2 separate regions of the Mus musculus genome follow, and region 1 is linked to region 2. A link is a contact called in public Hi-C data. All regions are on one chromosome and are shown on one strand. The core of a region is the stretch at or near the end of the contact, and the rest is flanking DNA. Distances in the headings are between cores, read along the strand shown. Region 1 has its middle 170 kb from the start of 2310003N18Rik. Region 2 overlaps Ncam1 (neural cell adhesion molecule 1).

Region 1 (4,505 bases), core at 368-2,867, 410 kb before region 2:
TCTTGGTAGAACAACATCAGATATCCAGACTGGACACTAAAGAAGACCTTGAAAGAATACAGAGAGTTTAGGATTGCTGAAAGCTTCAGCAAGGAGAGACAGGGATGGTTCATTCTGGGAGCCAAGCATGAGAATCTCATACTTGTCCCACTGTGGGGATGCTAGGAGCCCTCCTTGTTAGCCAATTACTAGCATCTATGAAATGAGATAACTGATGTTTGTTGTTAAGTCCTTTCTCATACATACACTTAGGTCTGTCTTTCTGTTGGACTTTGCCCTGTAACCTAGTTAAAAGGAAAACTGAAAACAAGGAGGGTTAAAGGAGCTGCCAGGGAAGCTAGAAGCTAGACAGAGTGAGGAACGATCTGGAGACACGTTCTGAAAGGAAGAAAGGATCTTCTCTCTCCTCTTGATGCAAAGAAGAAAATTTGAATGTTTAGATGGCGAGCCAATGTGCCCAGTATCAAGGTCTACTTTTTAATCTAAGAACGAACTATTTGGAGTTAGACATTCTTGGGTTCAAGTACAGCTTCTCTCTGGTTGGCTGAGTCTTATGGATGACTTTATTTCTTTGAGCCTTCAGTTCACTGTGAAAGGCGAATACTAATCAGTTAACCCATCTGCATACCTGATGCACAGCATGTGTTCATTAAGTGACAAGCATCATGACTTTCTGTGTACGTGTTGTGGACAACATCAAATTCTTGTCCAGTGCCAGCATGATTAAGTGATTTTTATGCACACAAAGAAGTGTGCAGGTTAGCTGTCCCCAACCTTGTTATTTCCATTACAGAGACAGCTATATATGAAGAAATGCTGAAGCCTTATGTAAAAAAAAAGAGGTGGCAATCAGACTTTGGCACATAGACAGGGTGACAAATAGGCTCATCTCATATGCCAACTGGCCAGTTGGTAAGGGAGTCTTGAAATATATATCGTATACAATTCCAAGCTACATCTGGCTCAATAACATACTTTATGATAGACTAGGAATGCCCACTTTGGATTGCAAAGGAGCTCATCAACATGCATGCTGTCTACTTGCCTTCTTTGAACTGAAGCGATATTCTACAGATGCTAGGGCAATCTGGAACAAAACACCAGGCCTGACCTTGCCTACTTGTGCTGATCCCCACTTGCTCCATGTTTTCCTCCCAGCACATCGACGAGACATGGCCCAAGCCCAAACTCAACTGCCTTTTCCTCAGGAAACGTTGGCTGGCATAAATCAAGACCCGTAAACTCACCATGTGGATGACACAGGCTGTGTGCCCAGCCCAGGCTCTGTGAGAGACAGAAGAGGAGGCAGTTGCTTAGTGACATGGTACAAAGGGTGCCTTTGATTCATCGCTCAGCTCCAGCCTTAAGTCCATGGCCAACAGCGAGTAATGGCTGCAAATGGGCAATAGAATGCCTTTAAAAATGTCACTTTGCTGTAAAATGTAAATGTTTAACATTTAGACACCAACACTAACTCCTAGAATGCCTAGCACTGGGTGGCTTTTTTCCCTCATTCTTTTAGGAAATCTTTGTCCTTCCATGGTGAGAGTTTTCACTGTGTGATTTACACCCTTGTGCTTGTTAAATCGCTGGCATGTCTTTCCCCAGATAGGACAGCAGAGGATGAGAGATTTGCAGGGACTTTATGCCTCGCCTGTTGCTGCTGAGTATTGGACATGCAGTATAATCCGACTCCTGCCACTTCTCTGAGGGGCTCTGAACCCTGAACATTGGAACTCCCATTTTATTTCCAATTATCTTAGACCTCAAAATATAAGATGTGTCATTGAAGGTCAAGAAATACCAAAAAGAGTAATAAAGAATATTCACCAGGAGTTCTCTTTTAGACCTGCTCACTGGCTAACTTTGTCTTCCAAGTCTGATATTCAGAGGCTTCAGGTAAGTCAAGGATATATAGCTGGCTCTTTTTTTGAGATGAATTCTTTTTTCTCTAAGATAATTCTAATTGCAGGTTATTCCCCTAGCAACTTTGGCCTGTGGAAAAAGATGGACCTAAGAGTAAACGTAGACCTGCCTTAAGAGATAAGGAAAGACCAAGGATAACCACTGGGCAATGGGCTACGGGAATCACTGGGTATCAATCAAGCTATGTGAGTCCTGGTGGTGGTTTCCTTCTCATCCCACCTAACTTCTATTTCCTATGGAACATATTATGTGTTGGATTTTTCTTCTCATTCTCCACAGGTACCTCTCTCAGCCTTGATCATGGTAGGCACTTAATACCTATTTGTTTAATTAATTAAATAAGAAACGAGTCACAGGCAAACCTAGAGTTTATGTAAGAGATTAGGTTTAATGTTCCAGTGAATGAATTGTACAGCCTCCAAGAAGCCTGTTAACCACTCCGTTCATGATTTAATATTATTCTTATCACAGTGCTTGAAAATAACCAGAGTAGACGTGATTGTTCTTAATTTACCAATAAGAAGCCCAGGCCCAGATAGGTTACAGAGTCTTTTTGAGATCATATTGAATTGGTGACAAAGCCAGATGAAAATTCGCTGTTTTAGATTTCAGTTCCAAAATAAATTTGACAGTCTACTATGTTGAAAGCTCACACCCTGTGTCCTCATAGCATCTGGAACATCTAAAATGGGGCTAGGATGTGGTAAGAAAGGAAGCTGAGGGAATTTGCAAGACTCTGAGAGTGGGTACTTCCTTCCATGGTATACCTAGGTTTTGCTCATCTTATCTTTATCTCAGCCCCGGGGATCTTTCATGTGGATATTTGAATAGAAAGTGCCAAGGACTGACAAGAGTTCATTTTCTTGCCACTTAAATGACAAAGTGGATGTTTCTCACTCAGAGAAGCCTAAAGAGTAAACAAATGTGCATACAACCAAACGCTGATCCAGGCTGACGCCAGGGTACTCTCTTTGCACTGTTCCTAACAGGGTAGTTCATACCACTTGCCAGTAGCTCTTGATGAAACCTAAACCTTTCAGAATTCACCATGCATATTTGATGATAATATGTAAAAAGCCCAACTCACACTGTCTTAGACACAAATGAAAATGTACCAGGAAGAGACTAGAGGACTAGAATGCTTTATATTATTCAAGGGATAAAAGATTCTTAAGGATCACTGGAACTGGGACTTAAATAACCCTACCAGCTTGTTCGGGTTTTATCACGAGTAGCCTCTTCTCTCTCCCTTGCTTCTGTCATAATCTTATTTCCTCAGCAACTGGGAAAATGAGTCACTGATAGTTCTCAAGCCTCCTGGCCTAAATCTTGCCCTTGGTGAAGGAATGACCTTCTTCTCTTACTTTGTGTTAAAAAAAAATGAAGAAAGACTCTTACAGGCCTAATTTACCCTGGGATCGATGAGTAGGTCCATAGCTAGGGTCATAGATAACTAATAAAGCCACTGGACCATCTCTTTGTATATAAGCTAGAGTAGAAGCATTGTGAGCCCAATAGCCAACACAATAGTTTTCTATGGCCACAAAGTATAATCAATAATGGCACAAGACTGGAGTACTGCCTGAGGCAGCCTAGCAAGGGTGGCAGAGCCAAAGCAGGCAAACGAGTTGCCTATAGGAAAGCCATGCTCTGAACCAGTTTTATTTTCTTGGACTGTTTTGTTGTTAAGTCTTATACACGATTATCTTGTTAACCACCTGAACATTTCAAATGTAGCTGGGCTACAGAGACAAGCATATTATTATTCAGTGGCCAAAACAGCCCTCCTTGTGGTCTCTAAGGATCCTTATTGAAGAAGTCACAGAAAGCTCTAACCTATTACTAGGAGTGGTGTAATGAAATTGAACAACTGTCATGGGAGTTTCTTGACCAAAATCCCCAGTGCTCTCTACCTCCCACCACAGGGACTGTGCTGTCATAGCAGCAGCACAGCCCTTGGTTCCCTGAGTTGAAGTTCTCCAAGTTGTTTTCAGCAGTCTTAAAATGAATTTAAAGCCTTAGAGAAGAACTACACTTTCCACACTTGGGTTCCTAGGCTTTGGTAGCAGAAGATAAACTCCCCCTTTCAGGAATCTCATCACAGAAACCAAGAAGGAATATTAACGTTAGTTGCTCAGATTTGCTTTTAGATTAGTTCAACTTTTAAAATAGAAATGTTTTAAGTGGTCTTGGTAACATTTTGGTTACTTTTCTACTAAAGGGCTTTGGAGAACCAGAAGAAGGCTGTTTGGCCATAGATGGGTATACAGTCCCAATGATATGTCCAAGTGATGTATAAAAGACCAAGGGGTAATAAAGAAGTTCCTAAAGAGACCACAGCATACAGGCTTCCACTGGTCTTTCATATGTTATTGTATGTGTCAGTCATGTGGTCTATGTTTGAATTGATGCAAAGTGATTATAGTCTTATACCAGGAGCTCCTGTTACCAAGAAAATGATATTAGAGTATTTAATGGAAAGTCAGCCATTAATGTTGATCCTTAAGAACAAATTGTACTTCTTACAAAGGGAGTTTATTTCCTGCTTCTAAGAACATTTATGAGGACAAATGAGAGTG
Region 2 (4,785 bases), core at 816-3,315:
AGGCTCTTCATGTGTGCTCTGTGGCTGGTTTGGAAAGGTACCACTAGGTTTGGGAGAGGGGCCAAAAAATCAGGTTAAAATCTAGCGTTACAACAGGAATCTATTTAATAGTGGTATGATTTCTTGTGCAAATATTTCTACAAAACATACCTTTTTAGGAATAGCAAAGATTATATTTCCTTTGCTTGGTGCATTGAAGTGGGCATGCCCTGTAAAAAGAAGCCCATCTCTTCTGCCTCAAGTGTGAACAGAATATGTACACATTGCACATCTTTGTCTCAGCAAATGAGCCTTAATAGTTCATGTGCCAAGAACACATTACAAAATTGGGGAAGAATTAAGTATCTTTTGCTAATGCTCTCTGAACATACTTTAAGGATTTTTTTTCCTTTTTAGTCATCTGCAAAAGCCATTTGAAAATAGCATAAACTCTTATAATTTAGAAAACTGGTGTGTTGTACTGTATATTGTATACTCATATGCAAGTGATTTTCAATATGTCATGCTCTCTCCTATGTAGAGCCATTCAAAAGAGGTTGTGGGAAACGTGGGGTATGACAATTGACACTGTTGTCTTGACTGAATGTAGAACCACCCAAGAAACAAACCTCTGGATGTGTCTGTAAGGGAAATTCTACATTGTGTTAGCTGAGATGGGAAGACCCACCCTGAATATGGTATCATTCCATGGGGCTGGGGTTCTAGACTGAAGAGTACGCAGCACGAAAGGCCATCCCTGTCTCTGCTATCTTTCTGTAGCTGCAATGTGACCAGTTGGGTCCCATCCCACTATGAATCGCTGTGCCCACAGAACCTGTGAGGGAAATAAAACCACCCCTCTCTTAAGCTCCGTTTGTCCCAGTGAGGAGAAAGGCACCATGGGCTTACAGATGTCATCAGTTTGCCATGCTTCCCTTGGCTTTAACCCTAGCATATTCTGAGCTTGCACAGAACACATCCTACCACAATCCCAGCATCCAGCATGTAGAATGGCACCATGCTGACACTTCTGCTTTGAGCCCTATTAGAATGGCTGTGGCAGTGCTAGTGACCCTCCAGAAATTTCTAGGTGAGGATTTTAGGCTTTGGGGGATAATGAAAATTATTGATTTACTTCAAATCTTGATCCAGCTGTATCGAATGAAGATACAGTCATGTACAGCATAAAAATTTAAATTAGCAAACCACCCTCAGGCCCGGCAAAGCCCGTGCCACTTATGAACCCGTGAGACTCAGCTATTAGTTTATAGCTGGAATGGAATATGAAGGCACTGACCTATGAGAGTCAGATAATAATACAAAGTACTTGATGTCTCAAATCAGGTTGGGGGCAGAGTTTCCAATGCCCAGCAACCATAAGTAAGTATTACAGGCAACTCTTTACTCCCCATTGGCTAGATCATTCTGATTGCTTAGACCTGGGGGCAATTAATAGCAATAATTGGAAGAGAGGATATGCCTTAAAATGCATTACTAACTTTTTATTTTTTTTAGTTTGAGTATCATGAGGTTCTGCTGGTATTGCATTTTATCCTTACATAGTCCTCTGTAAATAAGACTTTATCACGTTTTTTTCCATTCAAATCTTGTCTTCCGTGGGGTTTCTTTGTATCACGCTATCGAGGTACACAGCATCTAAAAGTGTGGGGAATCATTTTATGCTGCACTCTCTGAGGGCCTTGAGCATGGGTTCTTCGGGAGTGACTGTGCTGGGGAGGAGTTTTGCTTTTGTTTGGCTGTTATTTCAGCACCAATGGGTAGATGAAGAACCTGAATGAGCTCACACTATTCTCAGGCAGTTACCAATTACACCTATTAAGAAGCCTTTAATGGGAAAGAGTGTCTTGGACTTAGGCGGAAGTTTTAGCTGGGCCAGGTCTCTGATCTGTGGCCTGACAAAAATCTCATTTATAGCCTTTGGTGTTTGTCCGAGTAAGGAGATGGACTTGGGCCAACCCAGGGCCTTTCTGAGGGAAACTGGGCTCTGCGTCCAGCCTGTGGCTGTGGCACAGAGAACGGCAATGAGCTAGACTTGGAGAGGAATCAGGCAGAACCAACCACCAAGTATCAAGAAACACTAACAGGACTGGGGTGTAGCCTAGTGGCAGAATGCTTGTGCAGCAAATGGATAGCCCAACCTCTGACCTCTAGCTATAGCCAATAGGGAAACAGTAGCAGGGGACAGGATGGGAGAGAAGTGCACAGGAAATTCCTCCAGGCACATGGGCAGGTGAGGCGGAAGGACACCCTTGAAGCAGCAAATTCTTTACAAATTGTGACTGACTGAGATCAGAAGGCAAGAAGAAGACTGGGAAGGTGGCTTTCAGTGAAGTGAGTCCTTTCCAAGCACAAGAATCATACATACTTCAATTCTCAGAAGCCCGTAAAAGGCCAAGCATGGGGCTTGCAATTCTAGCATGTGCATTCTAATCCCAGCACTGTGGACGCCAAGACAACAGGATCTCTGGGACTCACAGGCCAGCCAGGCCAGCCTACTTGGTGAGTTCAATGCCTGTAGGAAACCCTATGTCAAAGAGAAAAGCTGTATAACACCCCGAGGAATGACATCACAGGCTGTCATTTAGCACTCACACAGAAATGCATGGCAGGAATGGAGGTCATTTTTGGTGGTTTTCCAAACATGTCACCATTCCCTATTTGTCACCTACAATTCAATAGGTGCCCTGGTGACAGAAACATGGCCACGAATTGTTATTTACATCTGTGTTCTTACTTTTCCTATAGTCTTCATCTTGGTTGTTCTTTAACAAGCGTTGTTTCATTATCCCAGGGAAATACTTAGGGAACATGTGTGAACAGCTCATTATTGTAAATTCTTATCACTCATTTTCTAAACATACTTTGTCAAGGGAGAAAAACAACAAACACAGGAATGTAGGAAAGTGCTATCGAAACTTTGAGCAACTAAACAATTCTGTGATTTAGAGTTAATAAAGACAGCTCTGTCCTGAGAAGCCCTGCTTTGTCTTGTTCCCTTCCATTCTTTTCGATGATTTTTTAAATGATGATCATTTGGAAGTGTTTGGAAGAAGTAATTAGTTATTTGATCTTGGAATCCTGATAAAATATGCTGCAGATTTGAGAATCAGAAGCCACAGGGTCACATTCTTCCAGAATTATGTATAAAGGAAAAGATATTTTAAAAAAAAAATCAGACATCTCCATTTCTCTTGACCTGCTACTACCCCCTAAGAACAAATCTAAGTTCTTTCACAGGGATCTGGCAAGCTCTGGTTCTTTCCCTCTCTGCCATCTCTCCCTGTTCTCCTCTTCTCTTACTTGTCTCCGGTCACATGCACATACTTTCCAAGTCCATAGATATTTCTGACTCTTTCGTTTTGGAAGACATTTGTGCTTTTTTCCCTCCCTCTTTGAAATTCTCTTTTCCAGCTCGACATGACTAGGGGTCTCCACTGGACTAAAATGTCCGTCTTGAAGAGGGCTCCCTCCAGGGCGTCTCTTGCTCCTTCTCTTCATAGACTGGACATATTCTCTATAACACACATGGTCTCCCATTTCTGTATCTCTACTATTTGCTATACATTCTCTGTCACCTCTTCTACAATGAGTCTCTCATTGAACCTACAGTGCCTTGCTAGATTCCTGGCTCTGTTTTGGTGAACAGAATTAAAATATGAGTTGAGAACTGAAGCAGGAAGCCATGACTCTTTGAAAATGGAAGAAATCTGTATAGGAAAGAATCTAGAGGCGTAACTGTTGGAGTCGTGTTCCTTTGAGGCACAGAGAACTAGAATGAGCCACCGAAGGACAGATAAGGGAGCAGAGACATGACTCAGCCTAGTGGGGGCTTCCCATAAAAGTCTCTTGACATGAATTTGATTTCTCAAACCAGCAGAAAGGCAGGAGGATAAAATAGACTTCACAAAGTTGTCCTCAACTTCCACACAGATGCCTTGGCATGCATCCCACCTCCCAGTAAAAGTAAAAACTAATTAATTTTTGAAAGATATAACAAAGAGAGAAAACCCTTTCTATGAAAAGCAAATCTAAGGAAATCAAGTATTTAAAGTGCCAAAAATCCAGTGATTGCAGGGTATAGACAAAGTCAATTTAAGTTGTTTTCTTTAGAAATTGTTTTTGGGGAAAAATATTCAAATTTGTGCCGTCACCATAAAATTCAGAGGAGAATGATAAAACACTGGACAAAGGTAAGAAACTCCTTTATGGCCACATTTAATAGAAGAGAAATGCGAAGGAAAAGGAGACTTGGAAAGGAAGTATAAAAGAGAGGACTTGGATGATGGATGAAAAAGAAAGCAGAGATAATATCTGGAGCAAGGATGTCCTACCCACTGACAACAAGATGTCTATAAACAGCTACCCAGGGACACCTGCGGCCTACAGTTCTCAAGGGGAGCATACCTGATCCTACTTAGAGAGGACAGGAGGGCAGACACCCTGAGGACCCTGGTAACTGTGGGGCTGTAGACACCTCTGCCATGTGAAATACAGATTCGTAGAGCACCTCTGTCTGCAGCTCTGGGCCTGCCCTATGGAATGGCCAAATATTTCCAGAGCAGAATTGCTCTGGACAGCAGTAGCCAGTGATAGCCATGGAACGAGTGAGATGCAGTCAAAACTCCGACTCAGCCCAGTGACCAGAGCCTGAATCCTTTTGAAATTCACAGGTCTTCATGATCTGGAAGCTTCTAAGCTTATGCACAGTGGATTAGGAAATGGGACCATGCGTGGGAAATGGTCTTGACTTGGTTGGAATCGCTGGTAGTGTCATCCTGGATGTAA

The links. Hi-C and Micro-C count contacts between places; a contact is called where the count stands out from the background.
Region 1: a Hi-C map of neural progenitor cells shows a contact between it and region 2, with 2.2 times the contacts expected there. The contact joins two enhancer-like sites. A contact is called at or near these places in 2 of 484 Hi-C or Micro-C datasets (nephron progenitors and neural progenitor cells) and 1 of 9 other capture datasets (embryonic stem cells).

What each region holds. Positions count from the first base shown.
Region 1 is chr9:50,061,778-50,066,282 of GRCm38.p6, reverse strand. No RefSeq gene overlaps it. Among named protein-coding and RNA genes, the nearest start is that of 2310003N18Rik, 170 kb to the left of the region's middle. Within about 2 kb of position 1,617, at least 33 of the 459 cell types and tissues checked have an H3K27ac peak or open chromatin away from gene starts, as enhancers often do. A contact at or near this core is called in neural progenitor cells, where this site is marked.
Region 2 is chr9:49,655,816-49,660,600 of GRCm38.p6, reverse strand. All of the region lies in intron 1 of Ncam1 (neural cell adhesion molecule 1), which reads left to right. Among named protein-coding and RNA genes, the nearest start is that of Gm11149, 140 kb to the right of the region's middle. Within about 2 kb of position 2,065, at least 24 of the 459 cell types and tissues checked have an H3K27ac peak or open chromatin away from gene starts, as enhancers often do. A contact at or near this core is called in neural progenitor cells, where this site is marked.